Linked DNA regions of Triticum aestivum: region 1 is linked to region 2. Evidence: chromatin contacts called from public Hi-C data. All regions are on one chromosome and are shown on one strand. The core of a region is the stretch at or near the end of the contact, and the rest is flanking DNA. Distances in the headings are between cores, read along the strand shown.

Region 1 (7,445 bases), core at 4,174-6,673, 270 kb after region 2:
CGAAGAATGATTTATACATCTCCTCGCGTGTCAGGCTGAGGAAATTCTGAATAGCGCGCGGTCCTTCTGGGTTGAATTCCCACAAGCGGAGGGGCCGGCGTTTGCAAGGCTGGACTCGACGAACCAGCATGACTTGCATTACCATAACCAAACTAAAATCTCCCTCGAAGAGATCCCGGATGCGGCTCTGCAATATGGGCACATCCTTGGCAGGACCCCAGCTCAGCCCCCTGCTGATCCATGAAATCAGTTGTGGTGGAGGGCCCGAGCGAAAGGCGGGGGAAGCTACCCACTTGGCACTTCTGGGAGCGGTGATGTAGAACCACTCCCGTTGCCATAATCCGGACACCTCTGGAGAGGAACCTTTTGGCCACGAAGCTCCTGCAATCTTGCTTATTAATGCGCCTCTGCACGCTGCGTACTGCCCCTCGACCGTCTTCGACTTCACATCAAAGGTCTTGTGCCACAGGCCGAAGTGAGGGGTAATGCGGAGGAAGGCCTTACATACGACAATAAATGCCGAGATGTGGAGAAAGGAATCTGGGGCTAGATCGTGGAAATCAAGCCCGTAATAGAACATCAAACCCCTTATGAAGGGATCCAGAGTGAGGCCTAGTCCTCGGAGGAAGTGGGAGATGAACACGACGTCTTTGTTGGGTTCAGGAGTAGGGACGATCTGCCCTCGGGCGGGCAGCCGATGTGAGACTTCAGCGGTCAGATATTTTGCCTCCCTCAACTTCTTGATATCCTCTTCCGTGACGGAGGAGGGCATCCACCGGCCCTGGAGGCTGGATCCGGACATGATTGAAGATCCGAAGCACCTGACCTAGGCTTTTAGTGTTGGAACTCGAGGCGGGGGAGGGATTCGATTGAGCACGGGAGGAAAAAAGTAAAAGCCTTGACCCTTTATAAAGAGGGTGAATATCAAGCGTCCTCCTCGTTGCCGTTTGGGACTTACCTAGAATCTAGGAGTCCTAGGCGTGGTTGGGTTACCCACGCCCGTATTGATGAGAATCCCGTAATAAGGGGAACACGATCTCTGCTTTGACAAGACATATCAAGAAACTGCCTTGTGTTATGTGCGGGGCTAGGTAGAGAAAAACGGTTCGAATAATCGTCATGGCATGATGTCATGTTGCCTAAACGTGTCAGCAGATTAGATTTGTGGAAATATTATTCTCTCTACGGTGGTATGTGGAACTTATTTTGCAGGGTCGGACACTATCCTTTATTTAAACTCTTCTGTGGTGTATCCGGAGGAGGAACCCGCCTTGCAATGCCGAAGACAACACTGCGCGTCGGACTCATCGTCATTGAAGCCTGGTTCAGGGGCTACTGAGGGAGTCCGGGATTAGGGGGTCTCCGGACAGCCGGACTCCATCCTTTGGTTGGACTGTTGGACTATGAAGATACAAGATTGAAGACTTCGTCTCGTGTCCGGATGGGACTCTACTTGGCGTGGAAGGCAAGCTAGGCAATACGGATATGTATATCTCCTCCTTTGTAACCGACCTTGTGTAACCCTAGCCCCCTCCGATGTCTATATAAACCGGAGGGTTTTAGTCCGTAGGACAACATACAATCATACCATAGGCTAGCTTCTAGGTTTTAGCCTCTCCGATCTCGTGGTAGATCAACTCTTGTAATACCCATATCATCAAGAATAAATCAAGCAGGATGTAGGGTTTTACCTCCATCAAGAGGGTCCGAACCTGGGTAAAACACCGTGTCCCCTACCTCATGTTACCATCCGCCTTAGACGCACAGTTCGGGACCCCCTACCCGAGATCCGCCGGTTTTGACACCGACAAAGGGCATTTATGACATTTCATGTCGGGTTGCCCCCTGGCTATAAATAGCCGCCCCCACAACCACTTGTTGGTTGGCTGCTCTAGAGAGAACTTGACACTTTTCATTTGAGAGCAACCCACCCACTGACGACTTTGAGAAAACCCTAAGTAAGGAAAAAAACCAACCAGAGCCAAAGTGCTTGAGCATCACTAAAGAGATTGATCTGTGTGATCCGACGCCTGTTACCTTTGAAGACTGTCATTCTTCCAGACGGTTAGGCGTTATGTTTTGAGCACCCAAAAATCATTGTGGTGTTCCTGTGAACAAGTCTGTGAAGATTTTGGAAGTCTGCCTTGAAAACTTACCATGAGTGATTCGGCGAGGTCTAAGTGACCTTGGCTCAAGAGGATTACGGTGAGGACTAAGTGTCCTCTGAGTTAATCTCAGCCGCCTCAACCAGACGTACAATTGACACAGCAACTGAAATTGGTCTACCAAATCGTTGTGTCTTCACCGAGACTACCTGGTCTCAAATTCCTCACCTTACCTTTATGGTATTCCGCTGCTGAAGATTTTGTGATCTATGTTCTAAAGAATTTGAACTGAAGATTTTCATCATACTATTTTTCATTTCTTCAATTCATCTTTCTCATGCTTGTATGCTTGTATAATTGCATGTTTTTTCATGTTATTCACCTATATGTATACCGTATGCATGCTCTCCATTACTGTGATGAATTAGATGTCTCTCGTTTCTATTTCTTCACTCTGATCTTTGTCAAATTCATCAGAATTTGAAGAATTTCTAAAAATCTCTCATTTACACCCCCCCCCCCCGGAGTAAACCTGCGCTTTCACATACCCCGAAGGTATGTTGTAAATTCTTTTTAGAACTTTTTGGATTGTTTAAATATGAAATTTGGGGGCTGATAGTACAATCTCGCCTAAAAGGCAGACCCTATGCTAGTCTCCCTCTGTCTCATCCGCGAACTGCTTTGCTATCATGTCAGAACATTATATTGCAAGTTATCAATATGGACTACGCACTGACCGGGCTGGCTGTATAGCTGCAGCTAACCATGTCTAGAGGTGGTGTTTCTGTTCTCGAGCTCAAATGAGCTTGAACTCGGGTGAACAGTAAAATTCAAGAAAAAAATCAATTTGGTGCAAACATTGACAAATTTGAGTGCTCACAAAATTTCATTGTGAAATGTCACTTGCGAAAGTCATGGCAAAAACCCAAAATCGATGCTTCAAAAGTGTTATTCTCAAAAGCATTTTGGAGTGCTGATTTTGCCTTTTTTTTTGCCACGACTTCTACGGATGTCATTTCACAATGAAATTTTGCAAGCACTGAAACATTTTTTCGAAGTTCACCACAAGAAAAAAAATCATCATTTTTTGAATTTCTTTTCATTTTTTGCGATTTTACCGTTCAGCGCGTGCTCAGGGGAGGCCGCGAGCAGAATATGACTTTGGACCATGGCTGAACTTTACAGTGCAAGCTATCGTCGCAACAAGAGCTTAAAGATTTTATTACGAAAAAGAAAGATGAAACACCACTGGCAGCACCGTACACATTGTTTTGATGAACACCGCCACGCTACGGCTGGAACGACAAGACGGCAGACAATGCGAGCCGCCGGCCGCAGGGGACTCGACACGTCGACGGATCTTTCACCGCGGGTAAACGAGTAGCGACTGCCGAGGTGTCGACGTCCCCGACGTCCCGCGGCCCAAATCCTGGCTCGGGTGGGGGTAATTAATCCCGGGGCGACCAAAAGTCCCGGGGCGAGCCAATGGGAACTCGACAGACTAGCCCCGGTGACGGGGACCGGGAGTGAGAGCTACGTGCGGGCGGGTGACAAAAAGGACGCGCCCAGCTAGGCTGGCCAGCGATGGGGCTTGAGTTCACAGGGACATGCCGCACTCTGCCGCGGCCATGCACCACCGATCCGTCCATTTGACTGTCTCGTCGTCGTCGCACCGGATAAAAAGACAGCTGGAAAACTCGCCCGCCTTTCTTTTCCGCTTCTCCGGTTCCATCGCGCACGTACGCAGGAGTACATGACGGCATGCGAAGATTGGAGCTTCCGTGCAAATGTTCCCGGTGAGCTATCTGGCTAGTACGTAGCTAGCTAGGCCCGCTGTGTATGGTTGGTCACGGTCACGGCTTTAGTGCAGGAACAGGAGTTCCATGTTTATGCCTTCCCTTTGCGATCTGAGCATGATGAAACCGTGTAAATTCTACAACATTATTGAGAAAAAAACAGTGTAAATTTTCATATTAAAAAACAGTGTGAAGTTCCGGTGAGCTACGCTAGCTAGCTAGGCCCGCTGTGTATCATTGCATTAAGGAAGAAGCGGCAAAGAAGACGAGTACAACGCCTTTCAGTCATTACAACGTCAATCTCGAGAATTAGCAACCACACCCGCCACTCACAAGAACATATTAATGTTCAAACTAGTTTACGACATGTTGGCCCTGCCTTTCAGACTGGATTGGCAGTGATTTAGTATGCAGTTGATGTTGTAAACACCGCATAGGGTTTCGACAAGAAATGCTAGACATGCCCTTTTAAACATAGTTACGCTCAGTTAGCCGCGGGGGGGGGGGGGGGGGGGGGGGATTAACCAAATGAAAAACAAATAGGGAAAATTGGATGGAAAGCTGGATCATCATAATTTATCTCAACGCCAAACAGATTCTTGATATTTCTAAATTTTGCACATGACCCATCTTCCGTAAAATAATCAGCTATACCTCATCTCTTACTAGGTATCGCATGTTAAACATTTTTTTAATCACGGGGGAAAGAGGTTCCTCACCTGAATTTCCATTAAAGAAGGCCCAAAGTCCCAAAGAGTTTTTACACCCCAAGGGAGAATATATAGAGAGAGATATACACCAAGTGGATACAGAGAGAGGGGGTCTGGCACTGATCACGCGGGAATCTGGCCCATCATAGGACGGCATCATCTTTGCACAGCTTCCTAAGTTGAATAGTCGAGGGGGTCGCCGCATTGAAGACGACATCATTCATGTGTTCTCAGAGGTTCCAAACACACAACATCATCAATGAGGACACCGAGGTTTGCGACATCGACGCCGAAGTAGCCGCGTCGGGGGGGGGGGGGGGGTGCAGTGACAAGCTGAAGAGCCGAGAGGGGTGGGGTTTTACCCCACTCAAAATTTAAATTGCGATAAAAGATTGATTGTTTGTGTTGTAAAAAAATGCACTCTCTAATCCATATTTGTTGTCGCTCAAATAGATATCACTGAAATATGTCCAGATATATCTGTTTCAGCGACAACTAATATGGATCGGAGGCTTATATCACCTGAATTTACAAAGAAGCGACTCCACACAAATCCTTTCCTCCCACCTAAATTTTCCTCTTGGTCCACCCCGGACACAAGCCCATTAGTTTCCCAGTAAAACAGGTAGCGGTTAAGAGCCTAACCGTGGGCTGGCTAATGAATTAAGTTTCGAGGGGACGCATAGAAAACATGGGGCTGTTGTATATTCGCTCTCCGCCTCTCTCATGCGCCGCACCGCACGTACCGCCAGCAGCAGCAGCACGGGCGCCTCTCCTTTCCTAGACGGGCAATAGGCCATTTGACCCACCCACTCCCCCCTTTCCCAAACACGACTCTTCCCCATCGCCACAGGAGTCCGGACTCCGGACAGAGCAATGGACTTGGTGGCCGGCCGATCGATAGATTCTCCCCACCCAGGCCGTCGATCGACAGCAACCATCTAGGACTAGGAAAGCCTGAGTGCCTGACGCACGCGGTACGCCTCGGCAGCTGCTCGTGCTCCAGCAGGTAGCTAGCCTAGCCAGGGCCGTCGCGCTGGAGGAGCGAGCGAGCGAGCGAGCTAGTCCAGAGATCTCTCTCTCCTCTCCTCGCCTATAAGTACGTCAGGCCGTCGTGGTGCAATAGCAACGACGACGGCCTCACCGAAACCACACACACGCAGCTAGAGCTGCTAGCACGGGCGAGCTGAGAGAGCTGGCCGCCTTCACACACACACCGCCACTCCTGCTCGCCGGCGGCGGAGAAGGATCGGTGGTGACAAGAAGGAGGAGAAGAAGAAGAAGATGGTGGGGAGCGGCATGCAGCGCGGGGCCCCGCTGGTGGTGGGGCGCGTGATCGGCGACGTGGTGGACCCGTTCGTGCGGCGGGTGGCGCTGCGGGTGGGCTACGCGTCCAGGGACGTGGCCAACGGCTGCGAGCTGAGGCCGTCCGCCATCGCCGACCCGCCGCGCGTCGAGGTCGGCGGCCCGGACATGCGCACCTTCTACACGCTGGTGAGTCCGCCGACCGATCCGGCTCCGCTTCCCGCCGTACGTCGCTCTAGCTCATGCTCCTAGACTGCTTACTCAAGTGGCTGCTGGCTGCGCGCAGGTGATGGTGGATCCGGATGCTCCAAGCCCCAGCGATCCCAGCCTTAGGGAGTACTTGCACTGGTGAGGAGAGCAGAGCACGCGCCGGCAAAACTCCTAGCGGCCTCGCTCCCTACTTCCCTAATCCCTCCCTAGCTAGCTTGCTTGCTTGGAAACATCCCCCCCCCCCCCCCCCCCCCCATGCCGTGCCGTGCCCCTAACCTATACTACCATATATCCAATCTAAATTCAGATTTATTGCCTCAGGCAGATATTTGTATACAGTTGACGGGGCCAAATAGGATCTTTCCGCCAAAAAGGCCTCCGATCATTCGATGGGATTAATCAGGGATAAAACGATAGCTCACTCTCTCACGTGGTGTGGTGGAGGCATGGGTGAGTTCAATCAAATTCTTGACTTCTTGTGCACCCGACCTCCAAGTACATGCTAGGGCCCTAGCGGATTCCAAAACCAAAGATAAAAGTAAATAAACGAGAAGGAATGGCTTCTTCTTGATTTTATGCGCGGAGTGGCTAAATAAGATTAGATTCTTATTGAGTTATGTGTATATGATAATAGATTGGCATACATAGTTTAGGGGAATACGCATTTAGACGCACAATAATACAATTAAGCAACTAATGTGCCTATAAAAGAGTTCCACTATGTTTTTAAATCATCTCACCAGTTAGTAACTTCGAAATTATCTTATATAGTCCTATATATGGAAAAGAAAGCATGTTATCTCGGCCCATGCATGGGGGGCGCATGTACTTAGGAGAAGGAAAAATTATAAAGAAAGAAACACCAACATTTGCAGCACACACACACACACACACACACATACAGCTATTCTAATGCACAAAGGTATTAAACTAAAGCTAAAAGTACGAAAATTCAAGATATACCAAATTACTGCTCCCTCTGTTCCATATTAGTTGTCACTGGTTTAGTATAAAGCTAAAAGTACTACTCCCTCCATTCCTAGATATAGGGTGTATAGTTTTTGGCACAAAAATTTAAAAACCCGTGTGGAGGGAAAATTTCACAAGTTTTGGGCAAGATTAAACTTGACTAATTGACATGAGGAAATAGAGGAGCTTGCCCGATATAAGGAACTGTAATCAAATTCCTAAAAAATATATCCAAACGAGTGGTGCAATGCAATACACCTTATACTTTCGGACTTTTTCTCAAAAATCTATACACCTTACATCAAGGAACGGGGGGAGTAATATGGATGGAGGGCGTATGAAATAGGAAA
Region 2 (6,738 bases), core at 1,332-3,831:
CAACATATTTTATATACACATTTAACATTTTCAAAATACTTAATTAACATTTTTATAATACATGTTAAACATTTTTTAATACATGTGCAACTTTTTCCTATACATATTTAACATTTTGAAATATTTGTCTAACATTTTTAAAATACTTATTTAACATTTTTAGAGTACTTAGTTAACATTTTTTATTTTTTTGTAATATATTTATTTCGAATAATTGAAGTTATAAACGAAATTAAAGGAAAAAAACGAAAAAAAATGAAAAAGGAAAAACAAAACGGGGCTGTGGTGTCCCGTGTGCTTGGGCTGGCCATTCACGGAGACGTGAAACTATGTGTCGAGAACATGCTAGGTGTCGAGAGTCCCTATGTGCCGCGCGTGCGCGTCAAAGCAAGCCAGCTTCGCCGAAGGCTGGGGCGTCTGGGCCGCCCATTTGGAGTAACAAGCTTGTGACACGTAAAAAGATCGCAAAAACTAGGAGCAACTAGTTAACGAGCGCTTCTTCGAGAGCCTCATAACGATCAGCGCCACTTGGCGAGCTCTTACTCATTCGCCACGTGTCGGGCTCTGAACGCTTCTTTCGGATTTTGTTTGTTTTTTTATTTTTCCGCACGCGTTTCTGGCTTTTTAAACGGGTTTTTTCAGGGTTTTTCGATGTTTTGGTTTTCCCCCGGTCTTCCTTAGCTTTTAGATAAAAAATTCAAAAAAAAAATTTGCGCGAAAAAAACACGTTTTTTTTTTTGCAAAAGTCACGATTTTTTCTCGCGAGAGGCACGCTTGTACTTTAGCGAGAGTCACGGCCGTGCCTTTCGGAAACGGAAAAAAACGCGTTTTCCGTTTTTTCTTTCTTTCGCGAGAGTCATTGTTTTGCTTCTGCGAGAGGTACGGTTGTGTTTTCGCGAGAGTCACGGTCGTGCCTCTCGGAAAGGGAAAAACAAAACGCGTTTTCTGTTTTTTTTTCTTTCGCGAGAGTCACGTTTTTGCTTCCGCGAGAGGTACGCTTGTGCTTTCATGAGAGTCATGGCCGTGCCTCTCGGAAAGGAAAAAAATATGCGTTTTCTATTTTTTTTTCAGTCTGAGAGTCACGGTTTGCTTCCGCGAGAGGCACGGTTATGCTTTCACGAGAGTCACGGCCATGCCTCTCGGAAACGAAAAAAAAACGCATTTTCTGTTTTTTTTTCACGAGAGTCACGGTTTTGCTTCCACGAGAGGCACGGGTGTGATTTCGCAAGAGGCACGAGTGTCCCTCTTTCGGAAAGGGAAAAAACCGTGCTCCCGGTTCGGTTTTTTCGCCTGATTTTTTTCGTGAAAAAAAATCGTCAAAACCTATCAACATGGGATCTAGTTTTGAAGATCTCAACGCGAGGAATCCAATGGTGAAAACGGTTCGAGATTTGGACGCACGGTTTAAAAGATAAAGCGTTTTGAATAAGCAAATCTACGAAAAAAGGAAAAACTCTCAGTGCGCCACTTGTCGCGACAAGGGAAAATGAAGTGTTCTTTGCAATAAGTACTCCTTAATTAATGATTTTGGCAAAAGTAGTGGGAAAAGTGGGATTTGAACTCACGAGCAAACTCTCATAGAGCAGAGAAGCTAACCAGTTATGCTAATAACTTCTAGTGCTAGATTCACGGCCCGAGCGTTTAACTATGGAAGTTCTTTTGAAAAACAATCAAAACAAAGTACAGATTAATATTTTGTAATATCCATTGAACATTTCGTAAATATATTCTGAACATTTTCTTATTTTACAATAAACATTTTGAATAATACATGATGAGCTTTTGGTATTATATGATAAACATTTAGGAAAAAAATATGAATATATGCATTGAACAATTTTCTAGAAAAATGCATTGAACATCTTTGTAACATATGTTGAATAATTTTTGAATACACATCGAACATTTGTGTGATATACACGAACAAATTTCGAAAATATAGTGAACATTTATATTTGTTGAACAATTACTAGTATACGATGAACATTTTTATAAATATACCATGAACATTTCCTCGATATAAGCTGAATATTTTTGTAACGTGCAAATTTGTATACTAGAGGAAATAAGAAGCAAAAAGAAAAAAGAAAAAAAGAGAGAAACAGAAACAGCAAAAAAAAAACAGAACAAAAGAAGAAACACGAAAGCGAATTTGGGCCGGCCCAAAGTAGGGCGTGGGAGGTCGCCCTTCAGTGAAGCAATGCCCTTTTGACGCTCACGAGCGTCAAATAGGAATCGCCCGTCAAATAGGAATCGCCGTTATACGCGAGACATAGGGCTGCCCAGGCTCGCAGAGGCCAGGCGGGCCTATTCTTCTGCACGATGCAATAAAGGCTTCGCCAGATTGTCTAAAAAAAACCTACTCAAGAAAAAATCGTGCAATGACAGGCCTCCGCACTTTCTCGGCAGTTCCAGCGGAGCTCGAAAAGTGGTACGCAGGCGAAAAACGCAGCTTCACGTCTCCGTCCTCCGCCACTGAGGAGCTGGCTTGGCTTGGCAGCAGCGTCTCTTTCACCTTATCTTACACCATTCTGCACATTTCCCCGTAGTTTTCTCGAGGCAACTTCGTCTAGGATATTATCTGATGTGGACTGATCCTAGTAGAGATGGGATGTGATCACCACAAATAATAATGCCTTCTGGATTTATCTATCTGAATGAAGCGCTCGTTGATTCATTCATTCGCGGGTTGCGTGCCGGGGAAGGCTCTTGCAGCTGACTGGGCCGAGCCCTCGCAGCTTTCGACACATAGGAACGTTCCAACTGCGAACGAAGCATCACCAAGTCCTGTCGTGCTCTTGCTATCGACGGAGTGGGTGTCGACTTGTGACTTGTCATGGTCCAGTGTTTGGTTATCTGAAGGTGCTGTTGTTTGAAAGGCACGCAGGCTACTCCTGTTTGCACGGAGTATGATGATACAACAGTGAAATGGCGCAGACAGAGAACGAACCGTTTATATTACCCAGAGGCCACAGCCATCCGGTTCGTTCAAAAGCTAGCTGTCCTTACTTGCGAGCAACAAAGGTAGGAGGGGGCGAAGGTCTTTTTGGTGCCAGTTCAGGATACAATACTGTAGCTTAGGGCATTTCCAACGTCAACCCGTAGAAACCCTCTCGCATCCGTCCGCGGACTGGTCCCTCTATCCGCGGACACGGATACGGGAGGACGTCATCCAACCGTAACCGCATACATTTTCACAACAACTCAAACCAACTGGACAAAATTCGTGCAAACACAGCCGGCTTTTATATAAACATGACGGTTTTTATATAAAAAGCCGGCTTTTCATATAAAGATGACGGATCTCAGTACATTTACATCAACGGTGCTAGTCTGGCTGTGGAGGTATAATAATACCTAAACTAAATCGCCGTCGCGGATCCTTTTGTCTTTCTCATGTCCGGCACCCCAATCACCGGACTACCGGGAGCCCCAGAGGTATATGCTTCAGCGCAAATGATGACTCGCTTCCCCACCACTCACCGGAGTGGGACCTCCGGCTGATGCTTCAGCGGGACGGAAAGGCGGCGCCTCCGCTTCCGTGGAGCCCACGTGGGATCGACGGAGGTCCTCGAAAGAGAAGAACCGGGCAAGACACCGGCTGTGTACGTCGGCATCGCTTAGGCGGTGGCCTTCATGGGACCCAAGCGGCGGCGGACTCTCGTGTTCTACTTCTCCTCGATGATGGCGGCGGGCGCGAAGGCGCCGGCCACCAACTCATCGTTCTCGGCGAACCCGGCTTCTGTCTCTGCCTGGATGGCGCGGTCGTAGGCACGGGAGGCACAGTCACACGCACGGGAGGCACAGTCGTTGACGGCAGGGATGACGTCTGTGCTGCCGTGCTCCCCGCCGTGCCGGCGTGGAGAAACTCGGTACTCCTCATCTAGTGGGCCTGGAGCGGCGAGTTGTTGAAGCACGACACAACTTGGGACGACAACTTGCTCCGACGGGTCATGTGCGAGTGGTGGAGCAGCGAGCTGCCTCGCTCGTATCCGGCGGGCTCGGCGGACCAACCAGCCGGTTTGTATGCCGGAGAACTGCTCTTCGAAGCCATTAGAAGAGTGGTGAAGGAGGAGATGGGGATCCGCAAAGGGGTGCGATTCTTGCCCGGCGTCTGGCCTCGTATAAATAGAGGGCAAACAGGAGGAGCTTGGCCGGCATTGCGTTTAATGTCGACCTGCTCATGAGCGGACGTATGACCGGAGTAGGCTTCTCGGCTTCCATGCGATTTTAATGGAGGTGTATGAATGCGGCGAGGAGGCGTGTTCACCTAGGCGTGCAGCGGGCGGCGCCCTCGGCCGGGGCGCCGCTTCGATGGCGGAGGCAGTGTGAGGTCGCATTAGTCTTGAGCTGTCTTCAATGCAGAGCGGCACGCTCTACACCAGCATGAATGCGGGCAGCAGGCGCCGGGCGGGAGCGCGTGCGGGAGGGATTTTTTGGTGGGCCAGGGCGGTCAGAAATTGGCCTAGGATCAGGCCTATTTGCCGCAAACCTCCCCCACTTTTGTCTCTTGTTTGCGGGAGAAATCGCGTCCGGACCCCGCGGACAGATACAGATCGGTGTTGGGTGGGTTCTGTGGTCAGGACCGTTGCAGGAGGTTTATGGGTCCGCCTTGGAGATACCCTTACGTGTTGATGTATGATATGAAGGTGATTAGATGGCAGGTCAAGCTCGTCCAGTCCCTCTCGTCTTTCCCAAGAGTGATAGGAAGGAAAACCTAGCCACCGCCGGGGCCTCCTCTTCCCTGTCCTCCTCCCTTGCCTCCACCAGAGAGCGCGGCCGGGCTTTGGCGGCAGGGATCCATCATCCTCTCGCGTGGTGGACTCGGCAAGGACCGGGTCTGTTGGGCCGGAGTGCGGCGCCAGCGGCGCTTGCCAGAGCAAGGCAGCGACGACGGCGTGGCAGGTGCGCGTCGGGCAATGTGGGGCAGAGCGCGCTGGCAGATCAACTACGGTGGCCTTCGCGGCAGTCAGATCTGACCCGCGGGTGGCATAGGTTGCGGTCAGCCGGCTACATCGTGGTTGTGAAGGTTGCGCGTCACGGCGGCGGCATGTCTCCCTGCTCGGCGTGGCCTTTTAACGATGCGGCGGCCTCGAGCGGCAAAGGTAGTGGTCTCCTTATCGTCATTGTGATAGGAGGATAAAAGTGGCTGACCATGGGGCAGCGCACAAGGGATTCGGGACCTAGTGCCCGGATCTGACGGTCGCGCTGACGGTTGCCATTATATGGGCAACGATAACGGCTGGCGCGGCGGTGGGTGCTTCGTGTAGCACCCAGTATCGGGGCGGCGGCCTCTCTTCTTTGAGGACGGCACACTTCGTGGTCATGCAGGCGACGCAGAGTCAGGATCTCGAGGTGGTGACGGCCTTTTGAGCCTAGTGGAGGTATTGGACGTGTCCTCTGTCAATAGATGGGGTTCGATGCGGCTCGATAGGTGACAGTTGTGTCCCTTTTAGAGTCATCGGGCAGTGCCTATCGCCGACCGGTGAAGCCTCTGGCGGATGCTACGCACAACGTCTCGTGCGGGGATGTTAAGTCATGCCTGCTACTGGCACGTGCTGCATGGTGGCTCTGGCGGAGGTCTCATATCTAGCTTGTTGCTGCTAGATCAAAGGTGGTATGATAGTGGCAAGAGGCAGGCGGTATGGCACGTCTGTCTTTTGTGTCCTCTTCAGAGGTATCCATGTTGGGAAACATCATAGAAAACAAAAAAGTTCGCCATACGATCACCCATGAATACTATGAAGATGCCCTAAACGGGTTGGATCAGATTGTTACCGAGTCCGAGTTGCAGTGAAAGAATACGAGTCAGTGTAGATCGTACTTGGAGTCCCTCGAACCGTAGATGAATGATCCCTCTAACCGCCCATGAGCAGTCCCTCGAATGGAAGACCGAAAGCATGAAATCTCTACGAATTGCAAGCGTACGTTCTTCACGATCCGACAGTGCTTCACCGTCCAGAGCTAATCATTGCTGAAGTATTATACGGGGGATTAGAACCACACTGTACTTCTAATTATGAGGATGAGAGAATCTAGGTCTAGCTCTAATTGATCAACTAGGACCAACTAGAACTAGAACTAGAACTAGAACTAGAGGAGGCTCCAAAACTTATGTGTTCAAAAGTGCCCAAAACCTCTAGTTTATATAGGTTGGAAGGGGAGAGGGGGGCGCCACACATGGGGAAGTAAATCCTCGCCCTTTGCCTCGGCCCCAGGGAGAGGAGGATTCCTCCCCTAGTCCAGTTTGGCCTCACAGTATGGCTAAGGGGGGACCCACCAATATAAAAGCACACTAACAAACATTAGAGCTTATTATTATTAATTTAGCATCATTTGAAACATTTTTACCTATATATTATTTATCAGAAATACCTGGTATTACCCGATAAACTCCGAAACCCTTCCGATGACCAGGGAACGCTTCCGGTTCCTCTTGAATCTATTTCGAATATTAGTGAAACTATTTCACAAATATATTCGCATTATTCCTGCCCTACTAACACTCAACATGTCGTGATTACCTTAAGCTTGTGACCCGATAGGTTCGGTAAAACATAGACATGAACAAATCTCCTTTCGTTCAATGACCTATAGCGGAACCGGGGATGTCCACATTGATCCATATGACTACACAAATGAAATTTGAGTGAACCTTAGCTTATTATGTGCTATTCCCCTTTGCTTCATGATACGTTACAAAACCCGAGGCGAGATATATTGCTATCCTCTTGAGTC

Evidence for each region. A called contact is a pair of places that touch in the nucleus more often than the background predicts.
Region 1: a contact with region 2 is called in a Hi-C map of leaf, with 5 times the contacts expected there. The contact joins the promoter of LOC123060690 here to the enhancer-like site in region 2. A contact is called at or near these places in 3 of 5 Hi-C or Micro-C datasets (leaf and an unstated tissue).

The regions. Positions count from the first base shown.
Region 1 is chr3A:135,524,072-135,531,516 of IWGSC CS RefSeq v2.1, forward strand. LOC123060690 (protein HEADING DATE 3A) reads left to right here and starts at 5,424. Exons shown (of 4, transcript XM_044483507.1): 1 at 5,424-6,105; 2 at 6,203-6,264. The coding sequence starts at 5,896.
Region 2 is chr3A:135,256,855-135,263,592 of IWGSC CS RefSeq v2.1, forward strand. No RefSeq gene overlaps it. Among protein-coding and RNA genes, the nearest start is that of TRNAT-UGU, 260 kb to the left of the region's middle. Within about 2 kb of position 2,582, at least 2 of the 8 cell types and tissues checked have an H3K27ac peak or open chromatin away from gene starts, as enhancers often do. A contact at or near this core is called in leaf, where this site is marked.